Linked DNA regions of Mus musculus: region 2 is linked to region 1. Evidence: chromatin contacts called from public HiCAR-type data. All regions are on one chromosome and are shown on one strand. Each heading gives the region's core, a stretch centred on a gene start, on an enhancer-like site or on the middle of the called end of the contact. The rest is flanking DNA. Distances are from core to core; before and after follow the strand shown. Region 1 holds the start of Tle4 (transducin-like enhancer of split 4). Region 2 holds the start of Gnaq (guanine nucleotide binding protein, alpha q polypeptide).

Evidence for each region. HiCAR-type assays count read pairs that join an accessible place to other places.
Region 2: a HiCAR-type map of astrocytes shows a contact between it and region 1, with 3 times the contacts expected there. The contact joins the promoter of Gnaq here to the promoter of Tle4 in region 1. A contact is called at or near these places in 3 of 39 promoter capture datasets (embryonic stem cells, neural stem cells and pre-B cells), 4 of 115 datasets of contacts at active chromatin or transcription factors (astrocytes, cardiomyocytes, large pre-B cells and 1 more) and 2 of 9 other capture datasets (adipose tissue and liver).

Annotation. Positions count from the first base shown.
Region 1 is chr19:14,594,740-14,600,891 of GRCm38.p6, forward strand. It overlaps Tle4 (transducin-like enhancer of split 4), which reads right to left and starts at 3,444. Exons shown (of 20, transcript NM_011600.3): 1 at 2,629-3,444; 2 at 2,018-2,115; 3 at 851-914. The coding sequence starts at 2,673.
Region 2 is chr19:16,129,163-16,135,314 of GRCm38.p6, forward strand. Gnaq (guanine nucleotide binding protein, alpha q polypeptide) reads left to right here and starts at 3,522. Exons shown (of 7, transcript NM_008139.6): 1 at 3,522-4,299. The coding sequence starts at 4,164.

The DNA of each region.
Region 1 (6,152 bases), core at 2,194-4,693:
CACGTGACTCCTAATTCCTAAGCACAGCAGAAGCATCTCATACAAATGCTGAGGTTTTGAAAGAACTGTTGGAAAAAGGTGATGTTTCCTCAGAGTTCGGTTTCTTGCTTAGAGTGGACTACTCACTCTTACATGCAAAGCAGAGGAACTGGGTAGGAAATTAATGCACCAGCCTGCAAGCTCTTTCAACCCCAAACATACTTCTGAATCATAAAAATGCTTCATTATACTTCTGTAAACATAGATTTGATTTGTCTGAATGGGCGTGTAACTACAGTACAGAAAATCTGGCAGCTCAAATCAGCGCTCCTAAGAACCAAAATAACACTATAGAAATTGAAGGCATGCACAGAAAAATATAAACAGATTAACATGAGGAGTGGGAAATTTTCTGAGAAGGGGTCTGGTGTCATTTCCTATCCGAATCATTAATTAAAAGGCATACAGTGCATGCAATGTTAAGAGTGTATAGGAAAGCTGTCTGGTTACAACTGGAGCAAAAGCAATAAAACAACAAAGAAAACCACTAACAAAAACATTTTGCTTCTGACTAAACAAAAAAAATAAATGAGTTCTTTTTTCCACTTTTGTAAAAATCTGTAAAAACAAAGCACAGAAAATTATACCCCACGCAACTGAACTTTTTGAAAATTTAAATCAAAGCTGGTTGTCGAAGCCAAGCTGTAACCACCTAGAATTACAGGTTGCTAATGGACACATACCCACAGCCTCAACAACACTGGCAGGGCCACTGTGATGGATCCTGCAGCCTCCAGCGATTTAAAACGTATTCTTGCTTTCAGTCTCCCAAGCTAATGAGCACTTTGAATCTGTGACACAGTTTTCTTACCATGACATAATGCCGCTGCATCTCTGTCTTCTCGCTGGCGAGCTTCTCACATTCCAGCTTCAGACTATTCAAGACATAAAATCAACTAAGTACAGTGTAGAACTTAACGCGTATCCTTCCAACTCCAAATCCACGTCGTTTCCTCTAAATCATCACCTCCTATTGTCAAATCAATGGTATCAAACAGCACTTTACTAGTGAAAGGGAGGAGAGAGGAAGGAGTGACAAGAACCAGCCAGGACTTGCCTCTTTGATAAGGTTAAACTGTGGGGGTTGGGAAAGAGGGGTTTATGTCTTAAAGAAATAAACCCTCTACCCAATTGAATTCTGAGACTTCACCCAGAATTGACTATTCTTCACTAAATTCACTTACTAAAACAAGGAAATAAACATCGCTAATAATTATATATATATATATATATAAGCAAAGTTAGGTCCATGAAAATGCCACAGGGAAGGTTCTATCATTAATATTCTATGAGGTTAATGAAAATCAGAATCAACACGGTCTCCTGACAAATTGTTTTTCCCCCTCCAAAAAATACAGACAAGTTGAATAGCATGTGGGGGTGGGAGGTGTTGATCTGGTCCAGCAGCTTGTTTGGGCTCTTGCAATAAGAATTCTGCATCATTAAGGACCCGGTGAAACAAACATGTTTCAAAAGCACTCCAAGTCTAAGAGCGTTGAACACAAAAGCATTGGGGGGGGGGGGTGTCCTGTTTTTATTATTATTATTTGTTTTTTTTTTAATAAAAGTAATGAAATGGCTCACTGCTTAACTCCCTGGCTCTTAAATTATGCCATGATGGTAGAAGGAAGAAATGCAGCCCAGAGTAATAAAGAAGCAAGAAGTCAAAGGGCCCCAGAATCTTCCCAACCTTCCAGCCTCCTGACCCAATAAATCAATATCGAAAGTTTGGCCTCAGCGTTTTCCAAGTCTCCCCAGTTTCGATTGTTCTGCTTCCTTTTCTGTTTACCGGAGAAGAAAATGCTTAATTTCTTTACACCTGCCTAAAGGAAAAAGAGGCCCTGACTTGCCTTTTCTGCCCACAGGGGGGAAATGGTAATACCTTTGTGGGGGGGTGGGGGAGGAGGGGGGTAGTGTTGGAAGGGGGTAAGACAAGAGCTAAGCAAACAGAAGGATCAGCTAAAGTCAATATCGTTACCTGTGGTATTGAGCCTGTAAAAACTGAAACTCTTCCTTAATCCGATCACAGGATTCTGAAATTGTAAATTTGAAGGGTTGAGCAGGCTGATGCGGTGCCTAAAGAACAACAATAAAATATTTAATTAGCCCACATCGCAGGTGGGGGGTGGACAGCCCGCGGTCCGAGACGTGGGGGGGTTGGTCGCGCCGCTCCCGCCTCTCGCTCGCCTGCTGGGGTCCCGGTGCCTCCGGGCGGCCTCCCTCGGCTCAGCTTCTCAGCCTGGCTTCCGCCTCCCCCCGTCACCCCCCAAACCCCCGAGCCCCCGGCCCGGCTCTCCCATCCCTCCCTACCCGGAATCGAAAGTGGCCCGTCGGAGGCAGCCGCGCCATGGCGTCGAGCGGCCGTCAGCTAGCAGAGCGAGTCCGGCCTGTGGCCGCCGGCGCCCTCCACCCCGCAGACTCGCGCCGCCCGGCTCGCCCCCCTCGGGAGAGCCGCGCGGGCGGAGAGCGGCGGCGCGCTGCTTCCCGGGGCTTCAGAGACAACAATAAGAAAATGGCTACAAGTCGGTCGCCTCCCGCACCCTCGGAGCGGCCGGCCGCGGACAGGGCTGCGGGCGCGGCGCCACTCACCGGGTGGCGCGTCTGCGGGTACATCTTGCTCAGGTCGCGAATCATCCACGCCGCTTTAGTTGGCTGCGCCAGGCAGAGGCGCGCGGCTCATCCGCTTCGAGGGCCCCGCGGCGGCGTCCCGGGCCTGCGGGTCTCGCGTGACGCGGGCGGCAGGCAGGCGCGGCGGCTGGGCGCGGGCGGCCGGCTCCGCATTCCCCGCGGGCGTCACTGAGGGCGGCGGGCACCGTCCGTCCTGCGCCCGCCGAGCCCCGCGCCCGCCGAGCGCCGCCCGCCTGCTCGCGCCCCACTCCAAACTTTTTTTATTTGTCTTTTAATTGGCTGCTATTCCTCGGAATGAATGGTCGCTTCTTCCCTGAGAGCGAGCGCAAACTCCTTTGGTTCGGAAGAGGTCTCGCGGCGCTTGGGGGTTCTCTGGAGATTTTTTTTCACTTCACAGCAACGATCTTTTAAAAGGCACCTTTTAGCTTCTTTTACCACATTTCATTTCCTTTTCTTCCTTCCTGTTTTTTTAGCCCCAAATTGAAGGGGATTATAAAAATAAAAGAGCGAAACGCTTGCGGCTTTTTAAAATTCTCTTTCAAACTCTGCGAACACCACCTCAAAATAATACACGAGTGTGTAAGAGGGGGAAGAAGGCAGCCAACAGCCGAACGCCCGCTCGGAACAGCTCTAACAACGCGCTCTGTGTAGGTGACTTCTTTGACCAAATTTAGCAGCAGCTAATCATTAACATTCTGATACATATTCACGACCATCCGCGGAGGGCCCAAGGAGCATCCCGGGAGATGTAGTCCTCGCGCGGCTACTGTGGCCAAGGATGCCTCCAGATTGACTACAGTCTCCGGCTAGCCCCGCGCGCTCTCCGCGGCGCTCTCCAGGAGCCCCGCCCTCCCGCGGCGCGAGGGCGCCGCATCAACCAATCGGAGATGGCTGAACATTAATCGCGGTTCTGTGTTACTGCCCATCATTTCACCGCTGACAAATGGCAAGCCAGGAGGGCGGGGCCGGGCAGGCTAGGCCCACGTGGGGACAGGGCGTGGCGTGGAGCTCCGACCAATAACTGCAAAGAATTGGTGCTGGCGGAGGCGGGGCGCAGCGGCCCGCCCGGGGCGGAGCCTCGCCCTGGCCGCTGTTCCCTAGTGCGAGCGTTCGAACCGCGGAAACATTTGTTCAGCTGTCAATCAAAGTAACGTGGGGTGGCGAGCCGCGGCGGCTGCTGTCGCTGCTGCACTGGCTGCATCTTTAGAAGCAGGTTTCGGCGGCGATGGCGGTGAGACTGCAGGCCGGTCCGAAGACGCCCTCCGAGGCTCATCTCCCGTTCGACGCGGAGCCCAGGCCTGGCGACCGCGCGGGGGTGCGCACTAATTAGGGCCCGATGTCTCCGTAAAGAGACAAGCTCGGCCTTGTGCAACGCGCCGAAACCCCTGTTGAGACAAGAGAGGGAGGATCGCGCTGATCCCACTCCGTGCGGTTCACATCCATTTTACGCGCTGCTGGAGCCGGCATAATTTTCCGCGTGAGCGCGGACGCCGTCGGCCCGGTTTAGAGCCGCAGCCGGGAGGCGTGCACTGGGCCGGTCCCAGAGCTTCCCGGCCGGCAGACTCTTGACATTCCCTTTCTTTAGAGGCACCAGTCAACTTACTCCGGGGTTGAAAGAGGGTCCGAGTGTGGACCGTCGGGCCTTGGGCTTGTGATGGCCTACGGAAGAGGGTCAGAACCCGGGAGTGGCAGCCCGCCCGAGGCAGTTTTGAGACTTGGCGGGTGTTGGGAGCCTTAAGGCTGAGCTAAGGAACCTCTGACCCCTGGGCAATCAAAAGAATTCGGAAAAAGTCAAGCAGGATTGTAGCCAAGGCTGCTGTGTTTGGGACATTCATTTCTGAGTCCCACCTTAACTCGAAGTGCAGGCTAATACGGTGCTGTTGGTTCAACAAATGTGGGAAAAACGTTTTTCCTAATGATAGCGCTTTCCACGACAGAGGAACCGGTAGCTTAATGCCCAATTCAAGGCGTTCTGTGGGCCTCACTAGTACTGGCCACTGAGGACACCGAGGCAAAGAAAGACTGCAGTAGTCTTGCTAAAAATCCAGAACTGAGGCTCATACAATGCCTCCGTTCTGTAAATTTAATTTCCAAAATAAGAGGATGGAGGACTTGCCTCTGTCTCATACCCAATTATTAAAATGCGGCCAATCCAGAATAAAGGGGATTCACATAAAGAGGATTTTGAACACGTGAGGGTTTTTTTTTTTAAGCTCAACAATAATTGCATATTAGGACTGCATTTTTAAAGCTATCAGTTAAGCAAAATGGCTTTATTTTGCCTGTTTGAAAAAAACTTGCTTCTTAGAAATTTTGAAAAATTTTATACATTTATTTAGTGTGGGGGGGGCGGGGGGATTTGAGTCTGTGCGTGTGTGTGTGTTTGTGTGTTCACAAGCCCTGGAGATCAAGTGACAAGTGCATGTACCTGTTGAGCTATCTTGCTGGCTCCAAGTTATTTCCTGAAGCTCGCAGATGTACAGCAGTGTTCTGAATCGTTCTCAGAAGGCTTGAGTGATAACCGTGTCTGCACTAGGACATTGAGTCTCAGAACAAGAACAGCGCCGTTTTTCTGAGGTTGCTTATTTGCTTTCCCTGGAACTTTTTTTGTGTCTCTGTGGGAAGGAAGTTCCATGTTCTTTCACTATTTCAGGCAAAATGGCAGTAGGTTCCATGGGAACTGGGCCTTGGTTAATCAGGGCTATGCTCCAGTGCCATGGATGGGGCCTGGCATGTACCTGGTGCTCGCTCAGTAAATGCTTGTTGATGGCTTTGGCAAATCCAAGCCTTGTGTTCTCAGTATAGAACGCTGCTGTGTCATTAGGATCCATGCAGTCATTTCCCGGGACAGGAAACAAGAAGTTTAGTGCTCGAGCCTGAGGGCTATTGAAAGGGTCAGGGTGGAAATATCAGTTTAGAGGAAAAGACCTTTCTCTTAACCTCTCTCACCAGCTTTATATCAAGAGAAAGTAGCTGGAGAAAACAGGGCGTTTCTGACTTTTTTAAATGTAATTTTAAACTTCAGCCTGTGTATATGTGTCACATTTTAACCTTGTGACAGAGCTACATAATTTGTTACATGTATCTGAAAGATGTCAGATGGGCCAACATACTCAGCCCTGCTCCAAAGCACTAAATGTTGATCTTGTCCTACTCTGCCCCACCCTTGCTTCTCAACACTTAACTGCTGAGCCAATCTGGAAAATGGGTTAGGGGCTTATTCTGTTCCACCACAAACTGGGTGACTCCAGAGTTTTCGTATGAGATGACTTTGGTGGCACTAATGGTTTATAAAAAGCCAGGCCTAGCCGGGTTCAGTCTCAAAAGTGACAGATGCCTTCCCAAGGACACCTTTTTCTAAGATCAAAGGTTATAAATCACTATTTTACCACATTCCAACTGAGCATATAGTAAGTGCCAAAATAAGAGAATTTACCCACAAGCATGGATATTCCTGATTTATTACCCCTCGCTCTTTCTCCTTG
Region 2 (6,152 bases), core at 2,272-4,771, 1.5 Mb after region 1:
GCGTTGTTTATTTTCCTAGGCATGTGGGCTGTTAATTTTGTATTTTTTTAGTTGTGTGGATTGTCTACCCAAACAGATCCAAAAGTCTTTAGGAGCTCTGCATGGCTCAAGCACCTGGCATAATACAGTGCCGGAAAAGCAGTCTGCAAGTGTGTTTGCCAGTGGTGTAGGTGGTGGCATGCTTGTGCTTATTCAACATCTAAAGAATATATGTCCTAGGGCTAGAGGGATGGCTCAGAGATTAAGAGCACCATCTACTTTGGCAGAGGACATTCCTGGGCTCAATTCCCAGCACCCATATGATGGCTCACAACCATCTGTAAGTCAAGTTCCGGGAAATCTGATGCCCCCTTCTGGCCTCTTACAGGCACTAGGCACACCCATGGTGCACAGACATAAAAGCTGACAAAACACCCATGCACATGAAATAAATAAGAGTCAATTAAAAATAATATATGTTCTGGGCTGGGTATGGTGGTGAGTTCTATTGCTCTCAGCACATTTGAGGTAGATGGATATCTGTGAGTTCAAAGCTAGCCTGGTCTACATAGACTAGGCCAAAGAGGGGCCAATTCTAGTCTCAGCACTCTTTTGAGTCCTTGAGAACAGGAAAGTCCTTGCTCTCAGGCAGGCAGACAGAAACACAGACACACCCCACATATTATGAAGTAGCCATGATAAATGACTGGGAACAAAGGCACTGTACACAGCCTGCTGTCTGGGTTCCCCTTCAGGATCTCCTTTTCCTTTTCTTCTTGGACCCTGGAATCCCTCCTCCATTCCTTTAATATGTCTTTACTGATCTATCTTTCTTTCTTTCTTTCTTTCTTTCTTTCTTTCTTTCTTTCTTTCTTTCTTTCTTTCTTTCTTTCTTTCTTCTCAGGTCTCTGAAGGCTGGGCAATAAATTGGGGTGTGTGGGGTGGGTAGGCTTCTGAACTGGGACACCGCAAGGGAGATAAGAGTCTGTTTTCTCTGAAGTTCAATGCTTGTAGGATTTTGTGGTTTTGCCTTTCAGCCTTACGGTAATTGGCCTCGAGTTCTCAGAATGGCTTATCAACCCACAGTATGTCTCCAGTGATTTTGATTTGGAATTGTTATTTTAAAGTGGTGTACGTTTACGGTAGAGATTTTCTTTGTTCCTTTCTTCCTTTTTTTCTTCCCTCCCTCTTTTCCTTGCTTCCCCACAGGGTATCTCCTTCAGTAGGCCAGACTGCTATTCCAGATAAGACTGTGTGCTCGTACACCGAGCTAAGCCTATATGTTCTTTAGGGTACATTGAAATGCTTTTTACCTTTACCCCAATTTTTGTACAAATCAACTCCAGTTTTTTCTTCTGTATCCGTCCAGAGCTGCACCATGCCTTAAGACCACATGCCTATAGAGTTTGAGGACATGCTGTAGGCCCCGGGTGCTCCTCACTGCATCTTTACTGTATTTAAGCAGTTAATCCCTGCTTGTTGATTTAATGAACTGGAATTTTGTAACATGAGCCCTGTTCGGTTGCATAATTTAGAGTCTATTCTTCTAGAGCACACTCAACACCACTGTGAGTTTCTGTATGGACTCCATTTGTTTGATGTAAGTCATAGGGACACTTGCTTAGCAAATGCTTTCCAGATCCATCAAAGGTTTATGCTTGGAATTTTCTCTTCCTGTTTCCCTCTTGATGTCCTTATATAACTTTGTCCTGTGCATTGCTGGCATTCCTTACTTCCTGATTTCTTTCCAGTGAGTGATACGTTGATTTTTTTTTTTTTTTTTGTCAATTTAAATATCTGTACCAGGGCATGTCCCTGGGGCTGAGACAGAAGTGACAAACAAAGAGGTCAGTTAAGCAAAATATATTACTGACACTTTAAAGGCACAATTTGTCTCAGGGGCTCCTTAGGAAACCAGACATGAAATGTTGATCGTTTTGTTTTCCAGCTTGTTGTGTCTCTCTAGGACACACACACACACACCCCACCCCCACCCCCACGAGGGGGGGCTGGGTATTACTTGCAATTCTTGCCCAATTCTTCTATTTTACATTTCTGCCTTGGACTCTGAATCTTTAGTATCTAAATATTCATTTTCACAGCTAGTCTACACCAGCTCTGATGGTATTCATATAAAAGGGGTGAGAGGTTCACCTTCTTTGCTTCTTTGCTTCTTTGGCAAGGTATCTTTTTTAAAAGCAGAGTATTACATACAGACTTTACGTCCACAACTCCATCTGAGTCCTGGCATAGAGGCTGAATGTATGCATGCAGTGTATCACGGGGGTGGGGGGGTGGGGGTGGGGGTGGGGGTGGGGGTGGGGGATGGGGTGGGGTGGTGGTGGTGGTGGTGGAGAATAAGGCAAACCAGAGGAGAGACCTTGAAGTCCAAGACTTGTTTCATTCTTAAGTTGCAGCAATGGGTATGATCTTACATTGCAGCCCAGATCAACAGGAGCAGTTTATGAAAAGCATGAAATGTGGAGGCGCCCACTTCTATCTATAAAGTCAGGAAAAATAGTACGATTCTCCTCTTGATGTTTGAGACACACTGAATTGAATGAACCTTTTTTTTTCCCCAATACAACCTTGAATGAACAAGATATTTTCTATTTATTAGTAAACCACCTCAAATTAGAAGTATAAAAACCAAATAGAATTTTGCTCCAATGATACTAGTTTCTTCACTTTCTCCTATTTTATTCTCTCTCCCTCCCCCTTTTCTTTGCTACAAGGTCTCATACTGCTCAGGAAGCAATTCTCCTGCCTCAGCCTGTGGAGTGTGGAGTTTATGGGTGTGAGCCACCATATCTGTCTCTTTCATTTCATTCTGTACTACTTGGCGTTCTCCCAGAAGTCATCCTTAACTGTCACGGTGTAGAAGGGTCAATCCTACATTACCAGACTGTTTAACGTAGTGTGCTGGTAGGAAAACAGAAACCACCTCAGTGACCCGAAAAGTTGGAACGGATCAGGAGGCTCTTGGAAACTTGGGCAGCTTCTTTTTTTCTCTTTAGGATTCAGATTCCTATCTGGAGATAAGGAGGACAGTTCCGTCCACAGATCCCTCAGTAACCCCCAGAGAGCCAGTGACAATCCTTTCTCTTCCCTAGTAAAGAGCATCCCATCTTCTAAGATGGATCTTGGGTCAGAGGCCACTCGAGGCAGCTTCTTCCCAATGGCGTTTTAGAAATAGGAAAGGGCAGCCCGGCTGCAGAGAGGCCCGGAGCGCAGCGCGTGGGCTCCCGGCAGGGCTCCCGCAGCGCCAGCGGCCAGAGGGCAGGCCGAGGCCGCCATATTCTCGCCGACCACGCCCCGGCAGCCCAGCGGCAGCCGAAGGTCGGTGTCCGCCTGCCGGACCCGCTCCAACGGCCGTGACCGCCGCGCCGGAGCTCGCACAGAGGGAGGCGGCCGGCGAGCGGGGCGGGCAGTCGGGGGCGGGGCGAGGAGAGCGCGAGCTGTCCAGGAGGGGCCGCGGTCCCGCCCCTTGCGCTGTGCCCGCCCCCTGCGCCCGTCCTCCTCCTCCTCCTCCCGCCGCCGCCGCCCCCTCCCGGATCTGTGCTCCAGTTCAGAGAAAGGAGAAAATGTGTGTGTGTGGCGAGGGGGAGGGCGAGCACTGAGCAGCCGCGGCGCGCCTGGCAATCGGGCCGGGTGGGCGTCCGGCGGAGGCGGGGGCGGAGGCGGGGAGCGCGCGGCGGCCGGCTGCCCGGTTTGCGAGCGAGCCGAGTGGGCGCGGGCAGGCCGAGGGCGCCCGGAGCCGAGTCAGGCGGCGGCGGCGGCGGCGGCGAGGAGCGGGCGCGCCGGGCGCGCTGAGCCGTCGGCGGTCGCTCGCTGCGGGGCCGCCTCGGTGGATGAGCTCGGGCCGCTGGGCGCACAGCCTTGGGCAGCGTCGGCGGCGGCGCCTGGAGGGCCGCGCGCTCTCCGAGAAGGCGGCGTGTGAGCGCGGCGGGGCGCGGCGGCCTTTCCTCGCGCGTCCCAGGCTCCCGGCCCCGCTCGTTCCCGGCCCGCCTGGGCTGCGGGCCCGGCCGCCTCCTTTACCGCGGCTCCCCTGAGCTCGTCCCTGACGCGCGCCCGGGCGGCGGGGCTCCGCGGCCGCCGCTGCCTCGGGGGAGCGAGGGCGGAGGGCGTGTGTGCGCGCGTGTGAGCAGGGCGCCGGCGGGGCTGCAGCGAGGCACTTCGGAAGAATGACTCTGGAGTCCATCATGGCGTGCTGCCTGAGCGAGGAGGCCAAGGAAGCCCGGAGGATCAACGACGAGATCGAGCGGCAGCTGCGCAGGGACAAGCGCGACGCCCGCCGGGAGCTCAAGCTGCTGCTGCTGGGTGAGTGCGGCCCTTGGGCCCCGGTACCCCCCGCCCCGGCTCGCCGCTGCCCTCCCCACGCGCGTCCCCGGCCGGCACCCGCACCCGCACCCGCGCGCGCGCACCCAGGGGCCGAGGGCCGGGGCTCCCGGGCGCGGATCCGCGGCGTGCGCCTTTGGTGTCAGCTAGGGCCGTGCTCGGTGCACAGCGTCTGCGGGACGGCTGAGCGTCCGCGCGAGCGGCGCGGGTGGGCAATGGCGTGCAGTGCGGTGGTCGGCCAGCGTCCATTGTGGCGCGTTGTGGGGTGGAGAGGGAAGGGTGGAAACGGGGAGCAGACCCCGGTCTGGATTCTGCTAGGAAAGGTGCTGAGGAAGCCTTGGCTGGCGCTCCAATAAACCCGGGTTAACGTACTGGGCAGGGGCGGGGCGGGAAGACTAGCCCAAATGTGCTATACTGTAGCCACCAGGCCACTGACAGGAGTGACCCCAGAGAGTTGCATGGCCAGTGGATGGTGACAGGCGTCTCTATGAACCATTCCTTCCGGATAAAGATGAAGGATCCGGGAGTGTTGTACTGTGTGGTTGTTGACAGCAGACGGGTGTCTTTTGTTTAATGAGGCGACCCAGATGTATGCCTGAATTCACAGCAGTTTCTACTGGAAACCAGCGCAGCCTCTCAGTTACTCTCCTGGAAACAAACAGAAACCTTTTGTTTAAAACGGACATTTTAGTATCTTGCCATCTGGGCTCCAAGAAAAAACGGGAAGAGTGAGAGAAAATTTCCCTCTGATCGCGTTTAAAAAAACAAAACAAAACAAAACAACAACCCAACATTCTCCCTTAACATGAAATTAGCAAGAAAATGCTATTTTCAAATAGGAGCTATATTGATTATTATCTCCGAGAGAGTGTTCGGAATCAAGCGATCAGGGTCCATGTACAAGCTAGCATGACATAACTATTGCTATTGTGGTAGGAAGCAAGAACTGCTTTGCAGGAACAGGCCTGAAAAATGTCTGCACTTGTGTTTATTTGTTACCGCTTCACAAACATTTCTGTAAGAAAAGAATGTTGCATTGTTGGGATTTGAGAAGACACCCCCCCCCCCCCCGTTTTTTTCTTTTCATTTTTCTTTTTTTTGCTATCTGGAGCATTCCATGTGCTGGCTCCAAGAACCCATTACCTTGGGGCCTGGCTTGCTTATCGTCAGGAGCAAAATATCATAATCACACATGGTTCCCAATGCTGTTCCCTTCCCTTAACCAAGGTCTTTATATTGAAATCCAGTTAGGTAAATGTGCACATATAATGTGTTCATAAAGACTAGAAGGCAAGGGGCTGACTAGAAAGATGGGTTTCAGGGGGAATAAGCCAGAGCAATGGGGAAACTGGGTAAGCCTGTCCACCCTCATCATTTCTGTTTCTTCTCAAGGCTGAAAATGGAATGTCTTATCTTTTTTTTTTTTTTTTAATTGAGAAGGGAGAAGCAAGGGCAAGTGGGATAAATATATGTTGATCCAGTATACAATTAAGAGGAAAGACACGTGTTTTAGAGATTTTTCTCTTAGACCTGGCTTTTAATTTTCCTTTGTTTATAGTCTTCATATGTTTGTGTTTAGCTAGGAACAGGGCATTTGAGGTCTCATTGACCAAACTTATTTGCCTGAAATTTGACAGCTCCAGGTTTCCCAGCAGCTATGAGTTAGGTTTGTCAGAGGGCCTAGGTTTACATGCCTGAGAGGGGAATACACTTAGAGAGATGCTTAATTACATGCTGTGTATTTTAATAATATACCATGCTTTAAAAAACGAACGTGGAAGTGATTTCCCGAGGGGGAAACCCCCCCAGTTCTCCAGCTAAGAAAGTGGTAGCTG